Linked DNA regions of Danio rerio: region 2 is linked to region 1. Evidence: chromatin contacts called from public HiCAR-type data. All regions are on one chromosome and are shown on one strand. The core of a region is the stretch at or near the end of the contact, and the rest is flanking DNA. Distances in the headings are between cores, read along the strand shown.

Region 1 (5,548 bases), core at 1,088-3,587:
AAGGTTAGCTTGTTTGCACAGGTTTATTTTTTAACTTTTTTATACAGACTATTTACTGCATTCATCTCCATGAACGATTTAAATGATATATTTTAGTGTATATTTTAGTGAATAACCTAAATATGAACTCAAATAAGTCTTACAGACTTGAAATAAGAAAATCATCATCATTGATCCTGCCCCCCTAAAGCTCTCTTAACAAATTAAAGTAAAGAACTATTTTATTAAATAATTATAAAATGGCTTTATTATTATAATATAAATATATATTTTATTTTCTGTCTAGCAGTTTAAAGGCTACCTGCTCTTTCTGGGAAACTTCTACATAGCTCACTTATTTTACCTTTTGTTCTTTTCAACACAATCTTTTTGGATTAAAATGCTTTTTTGAAAATTCATTCATCATCCAAAATAATGTCATTTATTAAGACCTAACCAAAACACCTTGTTTTGCTTTTTACATGGGAAATTTTTATATCTATAAATGTACATATATGTTAACCCTTTTTTAGCAGATTCAAACAAGAAGTATTAGCCTAAAGATTGATGTTTAACTCCTAGAATTTATGCTTATTGCTTTGTATTTAATAGACTTGTTCGTTTTTATGTTTATATTAACCTCTCATTTCCTCTTATTTCTCTCATGCATTTGTTATATATTTTATTCATAATTCTCTCTTATTGTTTAAAAAGGAACTACAGTTTGAAGAGCCTGTATTCTGTTTTATTTGTAAATGTTTTGTTGTTATAAATAAAAATAACAAAAAAAATATGATGACGCCATGTGATCGGTCATCATGACTGCAGCAACTTTGAGTCCCGAAGTGTCCAGCTGTCCGTCTTGACGGCTCCGTTTTCAACTCCGCCCCGCCTGCGCTCGGCTAATCTCGTTGATCACCGGCTGCAGCTGAGCTTCATGTCGAACGCACCTATTTATTTGTCAAGTATGGCAACCAAAATTCAATGTTTGATAGACGTCATAGTGGTAACATCCACATAATGTCAAGCTGTAATAATTAGATGTTGATATTTGGTTAATGTGGAATCTCTAAAAGCTAATAAATTTAACCTATTTTTAGAATCATGTGCAGGCTTTAGTGTTTAAGTAAAAAAGTAAACATTTATTATGTTCTCTACCATGTCTGAATAATCTATATTTTTAGATTGGGTAATTTAATATTATTTAAAATTAGCGGTTGTAGTATCCTGAAATGACCCCGAAAATAGTTGCCTATTGTTAAAAGTACTCGGACAATTCCCTGCACCACACCTAATAGCCAATAGATGGTGGTATAAGACCTCAGATTGTATCTCAAATATCTTATTTTACAGGTTTACTAAACCAAGGAGAAACCCGTTAACAATTGAGATCTCATTGATAGGCTTTGATTTCCTTAATGTGGATGATGGGATGTGGATTCCTTAATGTGGATGATGTTAATGGTCCAACCTTCTTCAAAATATCTTCTTTTGTGTCAAAAAAGGTCTATTGTTTATTTTATTATTTATAATTATTTAACATTTATTTTATCTAAGTTAGATGATAATTTCAACTTTACCTTTTTATTTTAATAACCATAATTATATTATGTTTTATATTTACTTATTTTGTTTAGGTTTATATACTACTTGTTTTATATTTTAAATTAGATGATTATTTTCCGTTTTTTAAACTTTAGATTTAATATTTATTTTCTTAAACATTAGATGATTATTTTATCTTATTATTCATAAAGTACTTTATTTAATTTTTCACTTATTTATTATTTTATTTAATTCAATTTTATTTTACTCACCATGAAAATGCTTTCCTCGGGTTTTGTGGCTGCCTCAAGATAACAAAGATGATTGTTATTGTGTTATTATAAAATAAACAGAAGGAGCTATTCCTTTAAGAGCTTCTCTGATGTGTTGTTGGACTTCCAACCTTGTTGATCGACCTACAAAAATGTGATGGAATTTAGAAACTGTGACTCCAAACACAGCAGCGCCAGGTGTCAATGAGGCATGAAAGGAAGCCTTGTTATCACAAGCATTCCATTTGTCCATTAAAAACTAAAAAATGTTCCCACACGGGCACTTATGGGAGTAAATGATTGACCCAGAGCAGAGGCCTGACTCCCGGGTGTCCGGCATGAGTGCACTGTTCCTCGGCTCTGGAGCAGGTGGAGCGCGCGGGCTTTGGGTTTCCACAACTATTCAGCCGCGATACTGCAGCAGCTCGAATAACAGGGTGAAGGTCAGGGAAAAGTTATGCGGTTCGACGGAGAGCACCAGATGCTCTTGTGCGTCACAGAAGAGGACAGATTTCCTCTGGCTCTCTCCCTCCCTCCAGAAGAATCCCGTAAACAGACAGGGATTCCCCTCACTGCCCGGTAAACGCAGACGGCGTGTGTTTGAAGGGATGGGGGAGCGGACGAGCCGATGGCATTACTTACATCTGCATCAACTGTCCTGATAATCAAAGAAGAGACTTTTAAAAAAGTGTATATATTTAGAAAATATATATTTACATGTGTGAAACTTTACGTTTTGCAGAGGACAAGTACCACTAGATGGCAGTAGCAGATCACTGGTGAAAATGTACAATATTAGGGACCCTCAACTGACAGATTCTCAGGAGACAAAAGATACTGTAGGTGACTGATAGACAGACAGACAGACAGACAGACAGATAGATAGATAGATAGATAGATAGATAGATAGATAGATAGATAGATAGATAGATATATATATAGATAGATAGATAGATAGATAGATAGATAGATAGATAGATAGATAGATAGATAGATAGATAGATAGTCTGGTTAATGATTGACAGATACAATTTATTCAAACACAATAATACCATAACCATATGACCATATATAAAACCTTTCTTTATACAACAATGGTGTTTAGGACACCTGTAAGCACAAACATTTTAAAAATGGATACAGTGTATACATTTGGAAAAAGTCTCATAAGTCTATAGTCACACTCAAGCACTTGGCTATCACATTAAAGATGAAATTAACCAAATATTAGCCTGTAGTTAACCAAAATTACTTGTATATATAGAATTAGACCTGTAAATTACAGAAAAAAGTACTGCCAGCTACTTTAATTTTTTTTTACCACAACATCGACCAACCAGACAATATCCAGTTTAAAACTTTTAAAAATGTCAATAAAACTTAAATTAAGCATAAATAAACACTCCTGAATTACAATTTTAAAAGAACTTGATTAAAACCTCACTCAATCATTACCATGCTTCATTTAACTAGTTGATCTTTATGGATAATAAGCCAGGAAAATGTTTTATGCAAGTTTTAGTCGAGTAATTAAGCCGTGGTTGCACTAGTCATTACGCTTCATTTACTTCCATTCATACGCAGGTAAACATGGGAGACCAGAAACACTCATGCGAAGAAGTTTTCTGTTCATGACCGTTAAACTCTGACCTGCGAATTTGCATAAGATATAGACATTTGACCAATCAGGCATTTAAAGGTTACAGACTGACCTTTAGGCTGAATCAGTTCACCCATTTAAAAAAATGTGATTTGCAAGTAATATTGAATGCTTGAAGAAGTCTTGTGTAAGTAATAATGTTGAAGATTATATATCCATACACACAACATGAATGGTGTGGTTCATTAGAGCGTGTGTTAGGAAAATATAAGCTTTGCTAATTATATTGTTCATTTTGAAAATATCTGTCAATGTGGCAAGGTGCAATACAAGTTACCAAGCATGAGCCAAGCAACTTTTATAATTCATGATCAAAAACGTATTAATGTCATTATGAGGCAGAACGTAATTTTTTTTTTACCCCTACCTCAATCTAAATCCAACTCATGGTAATGTAAAATATTATTTGTTGCACACTGTCACTAAAATTGGGGCGGCGTGGTGGCACCACGGGTAGTGCGTTCGCCTCACATCAAGAAGATCGCTGGTTTAAGCCTCGGCTGGGTCAGTTGGCATTTCTGTGTGGAGTTATACCTGTGTTCATATGGGTTTCCTCCAGGTGCTCCGGTTTCCCCCAAAAGTCCAAATACATGTGGTACAGGTGAATTAAGTAAGCTAAAAATTGTCCGTAGAGTATGTGTGTGAATGAGTGTGTATGGTATGGGTGTTTTCCAGTGATGGGTTGCTGCTGGAAGTGCATCCATTGCATAAAACATATGCTGGATAAGTTAGTGGTTCATTCCTCTGTGGCAACCCCTGAATAATAAAGGGACTAAGCCGAAAAGGAAATGAACGAATGAATGAATGTGACAAAAATGATGCTATATTGACATGAGTTGACATCCTCAGCTGTATCCAATTTAAACTTAACCCTCTACTGCAGCATGGTGTTTTACAAACCTTAAATGGGATGTTTTGCCTATAGTTATGTGTATTTGAATGTCTGAAACCTAAAATAAATGTTATTTGTTTAAAAGCATAGATAAATTGTGATTGTTAACAAGTGCTGCACTCTTTCTTTGCTTCAGTGCGTTCCATCAGATTTGAATATTACAGTTGATGATGTGTGTTCTGAATGTCAAATCACACCGTACAGTTTAGGGACAAGCCAAGGCTGATCACAACGGTGTGATCATGTACTTCAGGGTCAAGCCAAGGCTGTTTACACCGGTGTGATTGTTTGCTTTAGCGACAAGCCAAGGCTGATTACACCAGTGTGATCGTGTCATAATTATATGCTTCAGGGACCAGCCTAGGTTGATCACACCGGTGTGATTGTGCCGTGATCGTACACTTCAGGGATCAGTCTAGCCTAATCACATTGGTGTGATTAGCCTTGTCTTGTCACTGAAGCATACAATCACAGCTGTGATTGTGTCGTGATCGTACACTTCAGGGACCAGTCTAGCCTGATCACACTGGGAATTAAAGCCTACAATCACGACACAATCACACTGGTGTGATCAGCCTTGCCTTGTTTCTGAGGTGTCTGATCACACCAGTGTGATCAGCCTAGGCTGGTCACTGAAGCGTACGATCACATCGGTGTGATCAGCCTTGGCTTGTCTCTGAAGCGTACAATCACACCATTGTGATCAGGCTAGGCTGCTAGGCTCCGCTTCAGGGACTGGCCAAGGCTGATCACACTGGTGTGATTATACACGTGAAAAGGTTAAATTTGCTTAATTGTCTGGTTATGATCACTCTTCCAAACAAATGTATGTACATACAAAATTTACACACTGTTATGTTGTTTTTTTTTTTTGGATATTTTAATGAAAAAAACATTGTGCTTTTAACATTGTTTTTGAACATTTTTATTCATTATTATCATCATCATTTTATCAATAAAATCCAATTTAAAAAGGTAATTCTGTTAAAAACAGTTCTCTGAAAGGTTCTTTGTCAACACCAAAATAGTTCTGCTTGCCCTCTGGAGGGGTAAAATCTGCGTTTCTCACAGTCACATGGTCACATGCTTTATTTGTGCATATTACAGATAAAGAAGAGTTGAGGAGTGACTTCTACGGATCAAACCAGTTTCTCACATACCAGACCACAATGGCAAGTGTCAGAATATTGCGAATGACAG
Region 2 (5,548 bases), core at 134-2,633, 190 kb after region 1:
GATTTTGGTCACTTTTCAACACAACCTAAAATCAACAAAATATCAACTTCATTTGAGTTCCTTAGACGCTGACTAGACATTGAAATTTAGTCACCTGACGTCATGACGTATCTAACCTAATATTAACATCTTATGATGTTGTGTGCTTACTGGGCAAAAACTAAATGCACTACAGAATGTAACGTTTACACACACATCCACAAATTACATGTAAATGCATCAGATTTTACAACGTAATACTCACTACTCAATACTCTTGAGTACTTTTGAAAGGTCTACTTTTTAGTCATACTTTGAGTAATATTTACAACAGACTTTTATTCTACTTGCACTACATTTTTAGGCAAGAAATTGTACTTTTACTTAAGTAGATTTTTCAGTACTATTTCCACCACTAGTAGTACCTGCAGGTCAGTTATGAGAAACCATGGGGAGTATAATTATAACATATACTGTACATGCAAACAAGCTGATCCAGTGGTTCTGCATTGAGAAAGCAAAAGAGAAAAAGAAAGAAAAACTCTTCGAAAAAAGAAAGTGAAAGAGGAATGGTGGTCCATCCTTTTTTTATTTTTCAAAGAAGACTACATTGTTTAATATATTAAATGCTATGTTCTGATTCCGGTTTGTGAGTTTTAACAGTTTTAAATTGTGCTTTAATCAAAAGAAATAATAATACAATACAATATTGTAATGCAATAATAATTCTTGTACATAAGTTAAAAAACTATATTAAATATATAATAACAAAATAAAATAAAAGTAATATTATGAATAAAATTATAGATAAATTAATACATAAAATAAAAAATAAAAAATCTCTGTCAAGCAAGTGATTCCTGGACATGTGATAAATGAATTACCGACAACAGATGTTTAGAAGTTTCACTTTTATAATATCAAATTCCTCTATCTGAGGAATCACCTTCTTACAGTACAGTATGCATGATATTCAGCCAATATCACAAACAGCTCTTAACCAGAAACAGCCCACAGTTGGTTTATTGTACGTTATGAGGGAATTTCTATCTTCTGCCCCTTTTTTAAAGTGCAAAAGTGTAAAGTACACGAGAAAAGCCCCCTTTAGAGCAAGCGGAGCCCCTCACATTCACTACACCCACACTGTTAGACACATACACAAGCACACAGCCATCTCAGCTATTTGAGACGCAGAGCAGCCGAGTGTGATTCCCAATGGTGAAAAGATAAGGAAGCAGGCGTGACATTAAGAGAAACGAAAGAGAGAAAGCTGTATCAGTTCATTTTACAAAAAAACAACAACTTTGTCTTGTATCTGGTTACTCTGTCTTTGGCTGTTTCTGCTCTTCAACGTAGTGATTCAGCACTTTTGGTCATGTGACCATCGGGAGATCCCTCACAGCAGTCATGTGACTGGCTGGAAGCTTCTCCCACTGCCAGAGCTGATTCCCAGAAACCTGAGCTCAAGGGGAAAGAGAATACTGGGTGTTTTTGTTTATCTGTTTGTGTCTTTTCTGACCTTTCCGAGTGTGGTTTAGTTAACCCTATAAATCCTAATTCATAAGGTTTGATTTTAGATTTCAAAAGCCTCAACATTTTGCTTTTTGATACAATATGCTTTTTTTACTGGTCAATAATTTATCAATTGATATATTTTTTAAAGCAAACTAAAAATGTATTTCCTCTAAAAACATTGCCCTACAAAAACAGCTATTTACAGCGACCAATACATACAAACGTACAATATTGTGTCGACTGGAAGGACATTTTTAGAATGCAAAAAAAGGACAATAGTCATTCTGGGATGTGGTAAAGGCTTCTGTTTAGTCATTAGCATATTATAGATTTTTTTATATCTCATGGTGACACATTTTAGTGTTTGGATAATACAGTACATCTGTCTATGCGGTTCACATGTTCACATGTTGTGGAATCCAACACAACACAACACAACACAAAGCAGCAACACTGTAAAAAAGCAAACAAACAGATAATGTCCTGGCAGAAATCAGTAGTATATTTTCCTCAAAACACACTGTCAATCAATCAATCAATCAATCAATCAATCAATCAATCAATCAATCAATAGAGATCGTTTGTGAATAAAGTTCATGCACTGTGAGTTACATGAACTAAAACTCAAATAACATTAACTAGCATTGCCAAAGATTAACAAATACAATAGTAAATGCATTATTTATTGATTGTTCATGTTAGTAAATAATTCATTATTAATTAATGGACCATTATTTTAAAGCGTCACCATTATATTTAATAAATATTACTACTATTTTAATAATTTTAATATTTAATGCACATTAATTTCTGTTAAATATGAATAAAATATTCATTATGAATAATTATAATTTACAGTGACAACATATAATTGCAACAAAGTAGTCTGTAAGTAATCTTCTTAAGTAGAAGCTGAAAAACAGCATGTAATTGCTGAAACTGGTGTTATTAATCATAGCAACACCAATTAATATCCTCCTCATAGACTGACCTTTATAAGTGTCTGGTTCTGCATTCAAGAAAATTGAACAATACACCATTCCTGCAAATGTTTCGAGCCCATTCATCCTTATAACGGTGCTATTTCATATAATAATAATCTTTTTTTATATTGGCAAGATCTAGGAAGCAGTGCCTTTTTAGGGGTTGGGAACACAAACTTCTGTAAAAGACGAGCATTTACAGGATAGTGATTAGAAATGTATAGGAACGAAGTAGAACTACTTCACTACTGTACTTAAGTACTAAAAGGCAGTATCTCTACTTTATTGGAGTATTGTTTTTTCTCCTATATACATATATATATATTTTCGATGAGTTTAATTCTTTTACTATGATAGATTTTTTATGTGCTGCATCGCTACTAGTTACCAGGGTTGTACTATGGGCGGCACAGCACACGAGCCACTCTTTCACTATTATGGAGAAATGCTGTAAAACTCTGTCTCCCTTTAGACCTTTGACCTGCTGGCCTGTTTGTGAGGTAACTTTTCCTCTCCTCTTGGCTGTTTAAGTGATATTTCTGGATCCAGACACGAGCGTACCTGAGATGCAAGTTTTCTCCACTGTGTCTATTATGGATTACCTGTGATAACCGCGTATTATGTGCATACAGACTGTAACCGCGGCTGTTCTTCCCACCATCTGCGAATAGCGCTTTCATTTTTAAAGCCGATAGCAGCTCTTTCTGTTGAGCAGATGAAGACAACAACCAATCATAGAGACCTCACCTGTCAGCACTCAAATAGCAAGCGGGATAATATTTACATAAGTTTATTAGCTATAAATGCTCACGCTGTCTTCTGTGCATGTATTGGAATTTTGTTTGATACATTCAGAAAGAGTGTTTCTTTAAGCAGGTTAAATTAAGGGTATAGTTCATATATCTCACTGCTGTATTAAAGAATACAATTGTTTTACAAATAATATATAAATATATTCATACATTTTAATAAAAAAATGATTGTGTTGTGAAGAAAAAGTATGTATAGATTATGAAAAATTATATATAGATTATATAAATTATGTATCTAATTATGTATAGAAAAGCATTGTCAGTGCACCAAGATGCACCGAGAAATCGAATTGAACCAAATCGATGGCATGATAATCGTAACCGAACCAAACCGTGAGACCAGTGTATCACACCCCTACACGTTACAGCAATAGCCCTTTTTCTTGGCTGCTGTATAGCCTTATAGCCATAGCAACCAGAGTCTTCCGGTAGAATGTTTAGAACTTTTGTTTACAGCGTTTACAATCGGTAATTTGCAATTCAAAAACGAGTTTCAATAGTGTTTTGAGTGGATTACGATGTGCTTTTGTGACACATAAGTTTGAAAGGGTGTGTTGCAGCTGTTATATTCTGTCAAATCTGTGTTTCAAGCGCGAGAGAAAAACAGTAGCATATGCCATGTTTCTTTTCGTTCTGCTTAATCACGTGCCCCCCAAAAAGATATCTTAAATAAACAAAACAATATGATGTCTTTTGACTGCTTTCTTTATTAACTGCATTACACAATACTTGTACTTTTACTTTTAGTACTTGAGTATTAAATTTTGAAATAAACTGCTTGCAATACTTAAGAACAATTTTTTAAAAAATATTTTAGTACTTCCACTTAAGTATGATTATAAATAAGTTTTTTTAAGTTTTTAATTTGTCAACTCTCATTATTTCATATATGGCGTTTGTACTTTTATAGAATGGGAGTTTGTAAACATACTCATTGCGTGCTAAGATGCGTACAGTAGCATTTTGATTGAATGTAGTGGGCCGCTGTCCTAAAATGCCAGGGCTGATTTTTTGTCCCAGTCCAGCCCCGTGTATGGAACACTATTTTAATCGTGTATGGAACACCGTTAACACCTATCATCTTACGTACACATGTGTAGGGGGTGCTTTTTTCCATCTTTTCTCAAAAACTACTGGTCCAAAAGGCTGAAATCAAAATTTGGATTGTGCAAGAGGTATTTACCCAGAGAATGATCACACAAACATGTTTATCTGGTTTTCAATAACGAAGGAGGAGTTGTTTGAGTGCGCTAAAAAGCAAAAAGTGTACAAAATATAGTCTATGTTAATTTCTGTTCTAATTTAAAATTGTTTCAAGAGGTCACCGTTATTGCTTGACATTATTTGAAGGTTTGGCATGCTGTCCCAGGAGAGAACCCTGAGCTTAGGGATAACTGGTCAATTATCATGTAAAGGGTTCTGAGATCTGGAGAGATCCCCCTTGTAAAGGATGAAAATGAGGAGATGGGGTGGAATGGGGGATTGTTCCAAAACAAAAATAAGTCAGTAGGATGAGATTGGTCTATTTATTGTAGACTTGGCTCAATGTGATAGGATTATCACGGATTACGGTTGAGAGACCGGCTGCGGTCAAGCATATCTTGTGCTTCCCGAATCCCTTTTTTTCCAACAAACATTCTTAAAATGCACCTCTTGACCTGTGGTTAGAAGAGTTTCTTCCTATATGTGACATATCCAGATAAATAGATCATGAAAGTACATTAAAAAATTAGCTAATGCCAAGTTCATATACTGCACCATATTGGCCCTGATGTTTACTTGCCATCAGGTTTTGTGAAATAACAAATAATACCCAAATACCACAAATAAATACTATAAAATGACCAAAATTGGAGGCAAATTTTTGTGAGTGAAATTGTGTAGTGTGAATTATAAAAATTGTTTTCAGAGAAAATTTTGGGTGGCTATGAAATATTTGCCATTTGAAATATCTAGACCTGCTGGCAATTCAAAATCCTGCGATGTAAATATAGCAGTTATAGAGAGCAATTTCAGGAAACAGATACTTCTGCAGTGTGAAAACCACTACAGTTTAGTTCATGCAGTGAGAACTCGGCATAACATGCAGCACAAGATATAATTTTACCAGCCTGATGTCACAAGGAAACAAAACTATTATACATTTGAGCAATGAAGTGGCTAATTCATAGACATTCATACAAGTTTAGTCAGGCAAAAAAGTATGGTTTTAAAAGGAGGCATAGCACCTAACCCCGTCCCTACTGTAAACCCAACCGT

Evidence for each region. HiCAR-type assays count read pairs that join an accessible place to other places.
Region 2: a contact with region 1 is called in a HiCAR-type map of caudal fin, with 5 times the contacts expected there. The contact joins two enhancer-like sites. A contact is called at or near these places in 2 of 18 Hi-C or Micro-C datasets (caudal fin and an unstated tissue) and 1 of 4 datasets of contacts at active chromatin or transcription factors (caudal fin).

The regions. Positions count from the first base shown.
Region 1 is chr20:16,442,439-16,447,986 of GRCz12tu, forward strand. No RefSeq gene overlaps it. Among named protein-coding and RNA genes, the nearest start is that of prdx6, 25 kb to the left of the region's middle. Within about 2 kb of position 2,338, at least 46 of the 62 cell types and tissues checked have an H3K27ac peak or open chromatin away from gene starts, as enhancers often do. A contact at or near this core is called in caudal fin, where this site is marked.
Region 2 is chr20:16,635,123-16,640,670 of GRCz12tu, forward strand. No RefSeq gene overlaps it. Among named protein-coding and RNA genes, the nearest start is that of jun, 140 kb to the right of the region's middle. Within about 2 kb of position 1,384, at least 33 of the 62 cell types and tissues checked have an H3K27ac peak or open chromatin away from gene starts, as enhancers often do. A contact at or near this core is called in caudal fin, where this site is marked.